Linked DNA regions of Oryctolagus cuniculus: region 1 is linked to region 2. The links are chromatin contacts, called in public Micro-C maps. All regions are on one chromosome and are shown on one strand. Each heading gives the region's core, a stretch centred on a gene start, on an enhancer-like site or on the middle of the called end of the contact. The rest is flanking DNA. Distances are from core to core; before and after follow the strand shown.

Region 1 (7,037 bases), core at 3,552-6,051, 46 kb before region 2:
GCCTTTTCCCTAATAAGTGAGGCCAGAGCTGACCAGGAAGGTGGAAGGGACTGCCATGTGCAACACTGCCAGGAACCCCAGCAAAGCTTTTCTCTTAAGGAGTTTGCAAAGCTCTGCCCTGTCACAGTGTCTCAGATCAAGGGGCCTTAGGGGATGGGGGGGTGCTGGAGAGCTGGGTCTCCCATACCAGACCCACTCCCAACAGTTTAATCTCCAGAATTTATTTTCTTTTCCGACCTGAGGCTCTGTCCTCTGACTTGGGACAGGAAGAGAGGGAGAGAAGGGGGTGGCACGTGAACATGCTGGCTGAACTGATCCCCTTGTCCTTTCCCCCTTTCGGGCTCAAGGGTGGGTGTCCTGACCTAGATCACACGGCTTGTGCACTTGGTGAACCTGAGATTGAGAGAGAGAGAAGCATAAAACCATTGATTCTGGTGCTCATCAGGAAGACCTGGCTTGGCCATTCCTAGCATCCATGGAACTGACTTGGATGGGACTGCCTCCTACCTGGATGGGAGGGGTTGGCTGCAGTGTGCAAACCCTCCTGACACACGCTGCTGCTGGCCTCACCCTGGTCCTGCCTGCTGTGCCCGGCTCCCTGTTAGCTGGCATACAGAAGGGGAGCAGTCCTGTGCAGATTCAAGGCCAGCCCTTTGCTGCTGAGACCCCGGACCACAGGGGGCACAGTGTCTGTGCTGTTGACTGGGGACTGGAGCCTTGGTCCCTGGATCACTGATAAGTTCTCTGGGGGCAGCCTCTGGGGAAACCCAGGGAAGGTGCGGGAATGTGAGACAGGGTGTGCACTGTGAACGCAGCAGGGTGCTTTTTGAAAGTGCCTGAACACAGGTTGCTCCTGAGGGCGGCCCTGGCTATTGCCAGTTCGCTTCCCCTCTTAGGCACTGGCCCAGGAAGGAATCAGAGCAGGGGAGGGGGCAGAGATCTTGGATGGACTAGATCGGCCTGAGATGCCCCTTCTTCAGCAGCAGGCAAGCTGTGCCGTGCTGGCCGAGGTCCCACGGCGCTCTTCCTCCCCGGCACCTGTGAGGTATACCTGCCTGACTCTGCAAGAGAGAGGCTAGGTGAGGAGCAAGTGGCCATTTCCTAGGTGAGCCTTGGAGTTGAGCCCGTGGCTCAGTGGTTATGGCACTGCTTGGGTCACCTGCATCCCACATTGGAGTGCCTGGTTCAAGTCCTGGCTCCACTTCCAGTCCACCATTCCTGCTAATGTGTACCCAGAGGCAGCAGATGGTGGTCCAGCTGCTTGGACCCTACCACCTGTGTGGGAGACCCGGATAGAGTTCCTGACTTCTGGCTACATCCTGGCCCTGCTCTGGCTGCTGTGGGCCTTTTGGGAGGCAGTGAAACAGTGGTTGGAAGATCTCCCTTTGTCTCTTTCTGCCTTTCAAGTAAAGCAGAAATAAATTTTTAAAAATAAAATATGAGAATATGGGGTTTGACTTCAGTCTGGGTTCTCAGAGCACCTGTGCTTGGGACGTGGGGCCCTGTCTGTCCTCTGCCTGTGTATGGTGGAGCAGTGGCCCCAAGGCTAATGAAAGTTTGGGTCTTAAGTCAGTCAAAGGAATGGAGATGGGGGCTGTGTGGGGCTCTGAGTTTGAGGACCTCACCTGGGGGGCAGGGGGAGAGCAGGGTGGGAGAGCAGACAGGGTGTCCCAGCTGGGCCTGAGAAGGGCTTTGTAGCTGGAACTCAGCTGGCTTCTGTGCCATTGTGGTTTGTGGGGAGCTGGAGTGCAGAGAGCTGGTTTTCTGTGTGGCTGTCAGCATGCCTGTGCCGGGGGCAGGGAGGGAGGAGGCCCGGCATTTCTCCTTCCTGCAGGCCAGGGGGGACACGGAAGAGGCCTCCTGACTGGCCAGCCCCTGGACTGCTGGAAACCGCCGAGCGCCCCCCCTCCGGACCTTCCCCCTCCACTTCCTCCTTTGCCTCTTCTCCTTTGCAGCAGGGAGGGGCTGGGAGCAGGGTTGGCTCACTCTCAAGTTGTTGATTGGCCAGAGGGCCCCAAGGACTCAGGTCTGCTGGGGCCTCTGAGCCAGTCAGACTTGTGGGGGGGCAGTGATGCGCTCCCACCTGTTTGGGGTGTGTCTCCCGGCCTGTTAGTCAGCAGAGGGTGAGGGCTGGCCTGGGGGCTACAGACCAGGGGCACGCAGGGTGCAGCTGCCTGCTCTTGCCCTGTCTGATCCCCAGGAAAAAGCCCAGCTTCTGTCCACCTCTTTCTCCAGTCTGCACTGGAAATGGTGGGCACAGGAGGCAGGGGCTGGAGAGAAATGAGTTCTAGCATGAGAAGGGGCAGGCGGGAGCCAAGTGTGTGTGTGTTTTGAGCGATTCGCTGAAGAAAGCAGGCCTTGAACCCTAGCCTGGGAGTGGGCAGTGCGTGCCTGTGATGTGGGCTCTTGCGAGCACCCAGGCAGAAGGGAATGGATGTGAGAAGACTCCTAGTGAGGAGGTGTTGACCCAGCAAGGACAGGGCATCCGCTACAGCGTCAGGAGATTTGCTGTGTGACCTTCAACGGGTCACTGTGCCTCTCTGGGTTTCACTGCTTCTGTCTGTGAGACGAAGGCCCCGCCTGCCCTCCAGCAGATACTGGCTTCCAAAGAAGCCTCCATTGTCCTGTGGTTACCGAAGTCTTTTGTGCGCCCATCTCTGCCCAGCTCCGCAGCTTCCTCAGCTGTCTCTGGTCTCCGCAGCCCTGTTGCTTCCGACTCTTCCCTGCTCACCCCTGCACCTCCAGGCTGCCCTGCCTGCTGCAGGTCTCTGGCAGGCCCTGCTCGGCCTTGCGGCCACTCGGTCCTTGCCCCGCTGAGTGGTTCTGTCATTGTGCGTCCTCCTGCCCCTGCCCCGGACTGTGAGCCCCCAGGGGCAGGCACAGGGGTCACTGAGAGCTGTCTGGGCGGGTCCAAGGATGGCTTAGGGCCAGAGGACAGGTGAGGCTGGGGCCCAGGTCCACTGGCCCTGCTGAGACACCCCCTCCTCCCCGTGTTCTCTGCATAGAGGAGCAGGAGCGGCTTCGCTTGGAGCGGGAACGAGAGCAGGAGCAGAAGAAAACCAGTAGCCTGACCAGGCTGGCCCATGCCCTGCCTCTGGAGGAGCCCCGCGTGGAGGCGCCACCACTGCCTCTGTCGCCCCCAGCACCTCCGCCGGCACCCCCTCCTCCACTGGCCACTCCCACCCCACTCACTGTCATTCCTATTCCTGTAGTGACCAACTCCCCTCAGGCGCTGCCCCCACCCCCACCACTGCCACCCCCAGCCCAGCCTCTGCCCCTGGCGCCTCGCCAGCCAGCCCTGGTGGGCACCCCTGGACTCAGCATTAAGGAGCCAGCACCCTTGCCCACCAGGCCACAGGTGCCCACCCCCACACCCCTGCTGCCTGACTCAAAGACCACAGTCCCACCCACCGGCAGTCCCAAACCTCTGCAGCCCCTCCCCACACCCATCCTGACCATAGCACCACACCCTGGCGTCCAGCCTCAGCTGGCCCCCCAGCAGCCACCCCCAACCACCCTCGGGACCCTGAAGCTGGCACCAGCTGAAGAAGTCAAATCCAGCGAACAGAAGAAGAGGCCCGGGGGGTGAGTGAGGGGTGGCAGTCAGGGCTGGGGGGCTGGAGAGGAGCGCGCAAGAGAAGGGGCCCTGCCACGCTAGCCATCCGGAGGCCAGCCCCACCTGCCCGCCGCCTTCTCACTGTGTCTCTAGCTGGGAGTCAACTGCCGATGTCCTCTGACCCCTGCCACGCTGGGGTTGGTTTATGACATTTCCAAGCCTTTAGACCGAGTATTGGATTGTGGGCCCTTTGGATAAGGACTGGGGTCACTGGCAGCTTCTCTGAGGCCCAGGAGCCCTCCTGTGGCCTTGTGGTTGGGTGCGTGGGATGGAGGGTTCCAAGGGTTGGGGATTCTGAGCAAAGATGCGCCTTCCGGGGGTGGAGGATGCCAACATCTGCCACCTCTGCTTCTACAGAGAGAATGTTGGGGACAAAATGCCTGCCGCTCATGGGGGTTGGCGGCGGGGTAGGGGTGGGGTGGAGGTCCGGAAGGCCGCCTAATGCGTCCTCCTCCCTGATCCTCCTGTCTGCCTGGGTTTCAGGATCGGAACCAGAGAAGTCCACAACAAACTGGAGAAGAACAGGTGTGTGTACGCGCGTGCGTGTGTGCCCCGCCCGCTCCTGGTCCCCTCAGGCTTGCCCTCTGTGCGCGCCCCAGCCCAGGCCTCTCCAGGCCCCTCGGCGCTGGCTGACCCCCTGGCTCCCTCTCCCCAGGAGGGCCCATCTGAAGGAATGCTTTGAGACCCTGAAGCGTAACATCCCCAACGTGGACGACAAGAAGACGTCGAATCTGAGCGTGCTTCGGACGGCGCTGCGGTACATCCAGGTACGGGGGAGGGGAGCGGCCGCGCGCAGGGCGCCAGCTTCCTCCCCACCTCGCTGCGGCTGCGGCCCCGCCCCGCCCTCCCGCTCCGCCGGCTCCCCCGCCCGCCTCCACGCGGGCGCTGAGCACATGGCCCGGTGACGTCAGCGGGGCTCCCTGCCCGGGAGGGGGCGGGCGGAGGGCGCGCGTGCGCGGGGCGGCGGCGGCGGCGCTTCCCTCCCCTGCGCGCGCGCCCTGGCGTCCCCGAGGCTTGCAGCGCGCGCTCTGCGGTCTCGCTCAGTGTGGAACCCGAGGCCGACCCCCTCTCTGGGCGCCTCCCCGCGGACTCAGCCTGTGTGTGGGGGTGGGAGGGGGCCCAGGGCGTGGTCTCCGTTCTCACTGCGGGCCTGAAGCGCCCCGCTTCGACTCCTGAGCGGGTTACTACCCTCTGGGCGCGCGCCCAGGATTGGGGTTGGAATGCGGTCGTCTGAGTGGGTGATGAGTAGCTCCAGAGCCACCGAGCCTTACAAAATTCCGCCTCCCTCCCTCTCGGTTTATACAACGGTGTCTCTCAGGGGCCCCCCGAGCCGCGCGTCCCCTCCCTCAGCGCGCCGGCTCCCTCCGGCCCTGCCAGATAAGACCGTTGCCATGGCGGCCGGAGTTTCGGTTTCCCTGGAAACCAGCGGAGGGCTCCGCGCGTCGGGAGGCTGTGGGGGATGGGGCGGGCGGCCTCGGCCGGCTTCCGCGGAGCCGTTGGGGAAGGGGAGGGACTTCGGGCTCCCTGCCGCGTCGCGGGCGGGGGCGGGATGAGCCTCGGGGTCTCCCCGTCGGCTCCCCTCGGGGAGCTCTGGGTGCTGGGAGGCGTCACGGCCCCCGCGGGGGAGTGGCTAGGAGGGCCGGCCCGACGAGGAGCCCGAGACGGGGCGCCGCCCCTCCCCCGGCTTCGACTGCGGGGTCACAGCCCTGAAGTAACCGGAGCCTGACTTGCTGGGGGGGCGGAGGCACCGCTTCGCCGTGGCGCCCGGCCGCGGTGCCCTCCCTGCCCCGCGCGATCGCGCGCTTTTCCGCCCGCCTGGCCGAGGGGGAGGGGCTGGCGCGTCTCCAGGCTGCTTCCCGGCAGCCGGCAGGGGCGGGACCAGGACGCGGGTTGGCCGGGTTGGCCGGGGGCGGGGCCCCAGAGCGCGCGCGGCGGGGCGGGGGGAGGGTGCGACGGGCGGGCAGTGACGCAGCAAAGCCGGTCCGCGTGGGTGCGCGCGTGCTCCGGGGGGCGGGGCCTCCGGGCTGCGGAGGCTCCGCAGGAGGCTGAGAGAGCCTGACTGGCTTATTTCTGGAGTAGTTTTTGCAGAATTTGGGCTTGGGTGTAGGTTACTGGTCCTTTTGCAGTACTGTCTCGAGCAAATCTCAGCCCACGTGCTATGATGCTTTCTATGCATATCCGGCTTACTCTCCTATAGGATGATATTAAATAGGAAAAAGTAATAATGTGTTCGTCATGGGGATGTTGGGAGGGTTAATTGAGATCGCCTCTGCAAATGATTCTTAGCAGTTCAAACATGACACGGAAGCCGCAGAATGAAGCCGAGTAGGCAGTGGGGTGGACGCCAGGCTGGCTGTAGGACGATCCTGGTGCTGGATTGGAAGCAGAGGCAGTCGGAGATCACGAGACTGAGCCCTCTGTTTTGCTTTAGCCAGGTCCTGGATCTAAGAATACAGTTCAGAGCAAAGAAAAGTGGGTCACCGACCGTCTGCGTGGGTTTGGTTTTGTGGTGGATTATAAACAAGCAGACTTGCAGGGTTCCGTGCTATGAGGGCGGAATAGACGCAGGGGTGGCAAGACCTGTGCTGGGGAGTTAGGGAAGCTGCAGGTCATCAGAGTGAGCCAGGCTCAGTGGAGGGCAGAGAGCCCAGCGCGGGGCCCACGCGTCTCCAGGAGGGAGCAGGGTGCAGTTTTGGAAGTACAGTATGGTCGGGAGCGTTGCCCTGTGGGGGTGGGGACAGCAGGTGTGGAAGCTGCGGGAAGGCCTCCAGCCAGACTCCTGAGTGCCCTGGGGGGCAGGGCTGAAACATCTGAAGACAGCCATGGTGAAGTGGACAGAGGCCAGAGGGTGTGTCCAGGTAGCTGGAAAAGGAAATGGGTTTAATTTGAAGCACAGTGGACTGAAGTTGGGGTCAGGGGAAAGTTTCTGGGGTCTGTAGACTGGTGGAGAACAGAACTAGGTGAGAAGAGGAGGTTTGGCCCCTGGTTCTCGGCTCCCAGGCCCCCGCATGGCCTGCCCTCCGGGGGGCAGCAGCCAGGTTGAAGGAGCGCTGACTCCCTGGGGCCTGGTGTGATGTCGCCACACGTGTGTGTGTGTGAAGGGGAGAGCAGGTCTTTCCCACTCTACCTTTCTGGCAGCAGTATGGGGAGAAGAGGAGATGCGGGTTAAACTCAAAGCCAGGGTGACAGATGAGGCCAGGCCAGAGCAAGGCTCTCTCTGGGCACATGGCTTGAGGTGTCTTTCACTGGAGGGTTTGGGCCAGGGTTTGGAGCCCAGTCAGGAAATGCTTTGGCAGTGTGGGCAGAACTACCCCTAGGGAGTACTGGGAGAGGGGAGGACACTCCAGTATATTGGGTGCTGGGAGGGAGAGCAGCTACGGGACAGGCAGGGAGGTGCCGAGTTCCACACCTAGCCCTGGGC
Region 2 (6,929 bases), core at 2,492-4,991:
TGCTAAAGAGAGGTTGCCTCTCTTTTCTCTATGTAAACTCTTTCAAATAAATAAATAAATAAATAAATAAATAAATAAATAAATAAATCTATCTTTAAAAAAAGAAAGAAAGAAAGTCAGGGAGAGGATGCTGGCTGCTCATCTGTGCTCAGCTGGAGGAGGACTTCCTGGCAGACAGAGGTCCCTTTAGGACACACTGTTTCAGTACAGGCTGCAGCTAAAAACATTGCCACTCCTTTCTGCCCCCTTCTCTGAGGTCACAGAAAGGCCCCCTCCTAGGGACACAAGCTTATAAGCCTAGTCCTCTTTCTGTCCAGGTTCTAACATTCTGATGTCTGGGATCCTATCTGGATATAATGGCTTCCAAATACCATGTAAGGTGGGCAGTATCACATCTTTCTTTTAGGAAGCACTATTTAAAAAACCTAATTTTTAAAGTATTTTCTTTTATTGTACAGTAAAGATAGAGAAAAGAGCTTATAATTACTCAGCTCAGGGAATTTTCACAAACTGAACACTCCTGGGAAACCAACATCTGGAGAAGAAAGAGGACGTGTGAAGCACCGTCGTGTTCCCTCGCAGTCAACACTCGAATGTAAGGGTACCCATTATCCTGACCTGTAACACCATAGATTCTTTCACGGGTCTTACGCTGTTTATAAATGGAATTTCTCAGTGCCTGTGTTTTGTGTCTGGTTTCTTTTGCTCACAGTGTGATTGTGAGATGCGTTCACATTGTGGAAAGGTATAGATTGTTCATTCTTCACACATCTCAACTGACTGTCATCTGGGTAGTTTCTAGTTTGGGGCTGCTATGAAGACTGCTGCTATGAAATTCTGGACATGTCTTTTGGTGAACATATTGCTAGGTTTTTAAAATTTATATTCTAGGCAAGGAATTTCTGATGCATATGCTCTGCATTGCTAGATATTGCCAAATTGCTCTCCAAAATGATTGTCCCAATTTACACTCTCATCAGCAGTGCATGAAGTTCCAGTTGCTCCCAAAATTTGAGCAGGACTGCTGATGTCCTGGGGAATCCTGCCAGGAGACAGATACTACTACTGGAGATTAGAAAGTTGTATTACTTCGGGCCCAGGGTAAAATACTACAGATAATGGAAACTCTACGCAGAGTTGTGTTTGCCATTCTTTGGTCAGGCATGCAGTGTCCCTATGCTGCCGTTACTCCTTAAAGTCCCTCATCCAGGACTGCGCAGTTTGGAAGATACTATAGCTTCAAAAATCTGAGGAAGAGGGAAGAAGGACCCAGAGGCTCCTCCTTGCCAGAAACTGCTCATCGATAAAAGGGTAAAAGGGGGCCAGACCAGCCCAATTCATGTAATCCAGACTGCTAAAAGCTTTCCAGATGGGGCTGGTGCCTGCTTGCCTATATCCCATAAGGGCGCAGGTTAGAGGCCCAGCCGCTCCACTTCCAATCCAGCTCCCTGCTAACGTGCCTGGGAAAGCAGCAAAGGATAGCCCAAGTGCTTGGGCCCCTGTACCCACGTGGGTGACTTGGAAGAAGTTCCTGGCTCCTGGCTTTGGATTGGCCTGGCTCCAGCCACTGGGAGTGACTGAAACCAAACATATCACAACTAAAGACTTGGCAGGCATCTGAAGCAGGCTGGTGGAACAGACATCGGGGTTAGGAGGACCTACCCATGCTCCTAGGATTACACCAGGGGTCCTTCCTGAAAGGCCATCATTGCCTAGTTATGTCCATTGTCCCTTCTCGTAGGAGAGGAAAGGATATGTTTCTTTGGAAATCAAGAGCTGAAAGGGGAGTGCAGAACAGGATGACCCTTTCAGGTAGGATGCACAGCTCTGTTATATTCTGTACATCTGCCACCCCCTCCCTCAGGAGTCATTCTTAGGTGGCACAGAGAACCTTCTGAGTACTGTAGGAAAAGCAATGTCTTCTCAAAAATCTCTCCCATTCTTCTTGACAGACCCCCAAATTTGGATCACACCAATAATCTTAGCACATTTGTCTACAGTTGGGGTCTTGGGACTCTTCTGTGTTTACACTCTCCCTCCTAAGTCTCCATTAGTACACTGCATCCTTTCTGAGGCTAATCACTGAGATCTCTCTTTCCCTTGGGGAGACCAGAGTTGGCGCTTAAATGCTCACTTGATACATCATTGGCCTCAGAAGCCATTCCTTGGCTATTTCACAGCAAAACCATAAGGAAGCTTCTCACACAAGCTGGAGAGGTGACAGCTTCAATTATGGACGAATATTTGACAGTGGAGGGGAAAGGGAACAAATGCAGGACACGGGAGCCAGGTCATGGTTTACGTAGAACCATCTTGAGCTTCCCAGGATTTTTATCAGAATCCAGAGCCTTCTCCAATCCTGAAATTCTAAGAATGGGTAAAGGACCCAATACGGTAAATTCTTATACATGAGGTTGAGAGCCTTATTACTATTTCAGAGATGAGAGCCTTATTACTACTCAGAGATTAAGTAACTTCTAAGTTCACACTATCCCAAAATTTGTGCTTTCCCACCAGGCCTTGCAGTCCCAAGATCACCCAGTGTCACTGACAGATACAGAGGGCAAAACAGATGGGTTCCCTTTCTCAGGGTTCTGACACATCTGGCAGATGATGGCCACAGAGGCAGGTGGGGGAGGGCGTCCAATTCATTCTGATCTATTCCTCAGGGTTTGAGCTTTCCAGCTCTCAAGCCCTGGTGAGTCATTCCTATGGGCAGCCCCTGCCCCCATCCCCACGGAAACCGAAATGGGCTCCTGGGCAGGGTCAAAGGAAAGGGGTTAGTGGAGGAAAGCATGTTTCTTTCTGACGTGGGGGGCTTCCCTCAAAAAGAAAGAAAGAAACAGAGTCTTAAGAAACCATTCTCAAGAAAACACACCCGGGTCGCTGGGGAAGCAGGTGGGCGTGGAGGGAGAAACAGGGAGGTGTGCGGAGAACCCTCCGGCAGCCACGACTCAGTTGCCAGAGCGATGCGAGAAAGGGGTGGAGGACGAGGGGCGCTAAGCCCCCTGAAAGCGCTCTCAGTGCCGCCGGGCGGCCGCGCGCGGCCCCGCCCCCTCCCCAGGAGGCGCGGGCAGTGAATGGGCAGCTGCGGTTCTCCAGAAATCGCTACCACCCCTCCCCCGACCTCGGTCTCCCGGCACTGCTGCCGTCACGGGGCGGAGAGCCGCGGGACCGCGAAGCAAACAAGCCCCGGAGCATCGGCTCAGCCCCTGCGGCCGAGGGGCGCTGACCCCCGATCTGCTAGAAGGGACGGCGTCGCGGCCCGCCCAGGACCCCGCCTCCGCCCGGCCCGGGCCCTGCCGGTGGGCGCCCGCGCGGGAGGGTGCGCGCTCCGACCTTTCAGCCCCTCGGGACCTGGCGCGAGACCCTCGGAGTCCCTGCCCCCCACCCCCGGCCCCGGGCGGGGGGTCCTCGCCCCGACTTTACCTCCTTTTTCACGTTCCACAGCAGTTTCTCTTTGACTGCGTCCTCCGCGCTGCCCATGGTGCGGCGACTGGCGGGGAGGCGGCGCCGAGCGGCCCCTCAAGCCCCCCGCGTGCCCTCTCCGCCTCCGCGCCACTCGGCTCAGCGCCCCACACGACAGGCAGAGCCCCCGCCCGCCGCGCTCCCCGCCCGCCGCCGCCGCCGCAGCCACTGCCAGGTGCTGGGCTCCGCAGCCATCTTCCGAGCCCCGCACAGACGTCAGGCGGCAGGCCCGCCCCTTCCCACAGCTGGGGGCGGGGGAGGGGGAGGTCGGGACCGGAGGAGGCTGCGTGCCTGGGGGCGGCGGGGCCGGGCGCGTGCCGCCGGGGCCGCTGTCATGGCAACGCGCCCGCTCCCGCCTCGAGGGCGCGGACCCGCATTGTGAGCGTCCGCCGCCGCCGGCGCCTCACGGCACCGGGGCACCCCGCGGCCCTGCGACTGAGGGGAGAGTGGCAGCTCGCGCCAGGGGTGGCTTCCCTCCAGCTAGAAGCTCCCTATCCTCTCCCTGCTCGTTCTTCCGACGGGAGGAGAACAGGGAGCTGGTAGGGCCCGAGTGCCCACGGGGAAGCCAGCGTTCTTCGCCTGGCCCCGGTGTCTTCAGTCGCGAGGAAGTGGGAGCGCTGAGGGCTCGAGGGTCTGTCCCCCTCGGGGTCGCCATGTTGGCTATGGCCCCACTGGCGTTTTTATGTGGGAGGTGGGGGCGTGGGCTGGAGCAACGGGGACGGCGGAGACTCGGAGGCAGCTACTGAGAGCGAAAGCAGCGCCTTGCACGAGATTCGCCTCAGAACTGCAAGGCCGTTGAGGGAGAGGAGAGGTTGCTCGAAGTGGTAAAGAACACCTGCTGTTGCAAATTGAAGAGCGGCAGCGTGCCTGGAAATACGGGAGAGGATGCGCTTAGGCCTCCCGCACCAAGGGACTCTTCATTCATCTTCCTACGTGATGCAACGTTATGGCGCAAAAAGTGAAAACACAGGGGAGCAAATACAGCCCCCCTGAACCGACAGCTTACATCCGCGGCTCTGAAGCCCCCAACCGCAGACTGCGGCGTGGGGAAAGTTTCCACAGCCGCTTTGCTGAGAGCCGGTTGAGAGCCTGGTGGGAAAGACCCCAGCGACAGGACGCGTGAGCCCCGCCCCTGCCCCGCCTCGCCCCGGAGAGGACCCGCCCCCGCCCCGCCCCCGAGGGGGACACCGGAAGCACTTGAGCTGGCCCGGAAGTAGTGCTGGCGGGCGCACGTGAACCGCGGCATGGCGGCTCACCGCTCGGGCCCTCTCAAGCAGCAGAATAAAGCCCATAAAGGCGGGCGGCATCGTGGCCGGGGGTCCGCACAGCGGGACAACAAGGGTGAGAACTTAGGGTGGGAATAAGAAGGACTGTTTTGTCTCTATTAAGTGCTTTTCCCCTTGCTCGGACTGAGCTGCTGATTTCGGCCTGGGCCCCTCTCGCGGAAGGCCCTTTCCTAAGCGGTGGAGAAGGGAACCCGTTGTTGTTTTTTCTGGCGCAGAGCTCAACAACCCCTTCTGGTCTGCCCTGCAGGCCGTCTAGCACTGAAAGTCATATGTAAGAAGGCGAGGAAAGAGCTCAGCAGAGTCGACCAGAGGCATCGCGCCAGCCAGCTCCGAAAGCAGAAGAAGGAGGCGGTGAGAGGCACTGGGGTTGGGAGATGATACCGCTCCCCTTCTTGATAAAGATTTATTTTATTTGAAAGGCAGAGTTAGACGGGGTGAGACAGATCCGCTGGTTCACTCCCCAGAGGGCCACAATAGCCAGGGCTGGGCCAGTCCAAAGCCAGGAGCCAGAAGCTTCATCTGGATCTCCCAACATGGGTGGCAGGAGCCCAGGCGCTTGGGCCGGAAGTGGAGCAACCAGGAACCCTTGCCTATATGGGATGCTGGCATGGCAGGCAGTGGCATTACCCACTAGCCTGCAGTGCCCCCCAGAAATGATACCCTTCTAGGCCTTGAACTAGAAAATGTGACCCAGGAAAGCGGCCAGGGACAGAGAATGACCCTAAAGCACATGTCGGATGTCCAGGCCTGGCTTGGTGCTAGAGTATTTTTTGCTTGGGTTGAAGCTCCTGCCACCCCTTCCCTGGCATACATGTGACCATTAATGAGGGATCTAGTTGGGGTGAGGGTATCTGCACTGTTAGAAGTGCAATACTGGAGCGAAATAGAGGGATTGAGATGTTCTCTGGTCTTTCTGTTATCAGGTTCTGGCAGAGAAGAGACACCTAGGCAGCAAAGATGGCCCTCCTCATCAAGTCTTGGTGGTGCCTCTGCACAATAGGGTTTCCTTGTCAGAGGCCTTTCGTCTGCTTCAGGACACGGACACTGGAACAGTCCACTTGAATGTATGGGGCAGCACCCAAAGTTTTATGCTGCTATGTCCACGGTTGAAACACCGGTGGTTTTTCACATCTGCAAGGCCAGGTTAGAGTACCCAGTGTTTTTTTTTTTTCCTTAGGTGTGAGTAATGGTCATGTATTTTGAACACGACGTGTTGGTGCCAATCATCTCCTCTTCCTGTTTTCCATCTCCAGGGGATCTGCATACTGTGTTAGATATGGCCAAAGTAGCGGACACCATCGTGTTCCTCCTTGATCCTCTAGAAGGCTGGGACAACACTGGGGATTACTGTCTTTCCTGCCTCTTTGCTCAGGGCCTCCCCACTTACAGTAAGTGAGTTGGAGTAGTGTCTATTAGGGAATTAATTAGCACTTACTGCGCAGTTATACTAAGCATTATTGGCATTTGATACAGGGATACTGATGGATTTTATTTAGCTGGTGGTGTAACATACATGTGCAGATTAAACTTGTCCATTATTTACAAATCATCAAAGTTTTAGTTTTTTGAAATCTCTGGGCTATTTGCTGACCAGAGGAAGAAGAAAAGTTTTGTTTCAGTGTGACATTTCTTTAGGATAGCCAAGTGTTGGTTTTCCTGGTAATCCGTGGGCTCGCAGTTGAACTGTTAGATTGTGCGACCTAGGGGCTTTTCATGTAGGGAAGCAATAGGTCATAAAAGCCTTTCTCTTTTGCTTACAGCACTAGCTGTCCAGGGGGTTTCTGGCCTTCCACCGAAGAAACAAATAGATGCCAGAAAGAAGCTAAGTAAAGCAGTGGAGAAGCGCTTTCCTGATGACAAACTCCTCCTGTTAGACACTCAGCAGGAGGCAGGGATGCTGCTGAGGCAGTTGGCTAACCAGAAGCAGCGGCATCTTGCATTTCGAGATCGGCGGGCCTACCTGTTTGCCCACACTGCTGATTTTGTGGCTAGTGAAGAGAATAACTTGGTGGGCACCCTGAAACTCTCAGGCTATGTTCGTGGGCAGGCTCTGAATGTAAATAGCTTGCTACATATTGTTGGACATGGTGATTTCCAGATGAAACAGATAGACGCCCCCACGGACCCTTTTCCTTTAAATACTAGAGTGATTAAACCCCAAAAGGACCCAGGCAT

Evidence for each region. A called contact is a pair of places that touch in the nucleus more often than the background predicts.
Region 1: a contact with region 2 is called in a Micro-C map of ear pinna, with 3 times the contacts expected there. The contact joins the enhancer-like site here to the promoter of SGSM2 in region 2. A contact is called at or near these places in 2 of 6 Hi-C or Micro-C datasets (ear pinna and skin fibroblasts).

What each region holds. Positions count from the first base shown.
Region 1 is chr17:47,880,280-47,887,316 of mOryCun1.1, reverse strand. It overlaps MNT (MAX network transcriptional repressor), which reads left to right. Exons shown (of 6, transcript XM_002718875.5): 2 at 3,006-3,585; 3 at 4,100-4,141; 4 at 4,272-4,383. Among named protein-coding and RNA genes, the nearest start is that of MNT, 6.2 kb to the left of the region's middle. Within about 2 kb of position 4,801, at least 7 of the 8 cell types and tissues checked have an H3K27ac peak or open chromatin away from gene starts, as enhancers often do. A contact at or near this core is called in ear pinna, where this site is marked.
Region 2 is chr17:47,833,568-47,840,496 of mOryCun1.1, reverse strand. SGSM2 (small G protein signaling modulator 2) reads right to left here and starts at 3,741. Exons shown (of 23, transcript XM_051824504.2): 1 at 3,430-3,741. The coding sequence starts at 3,486. TSR1 (TSR1 ribosome maturation factor) reads left to right here and starts at 3,922. Exons shown (of 15, transcript XM_008270915.4): 1 at 3,922-4,809; 2 at 5,002-5,105; 3 at 5,678-5,897; 4 at 6,008-6,142; 5 at 6,515-6,929. The coding sequence starts at 4,713.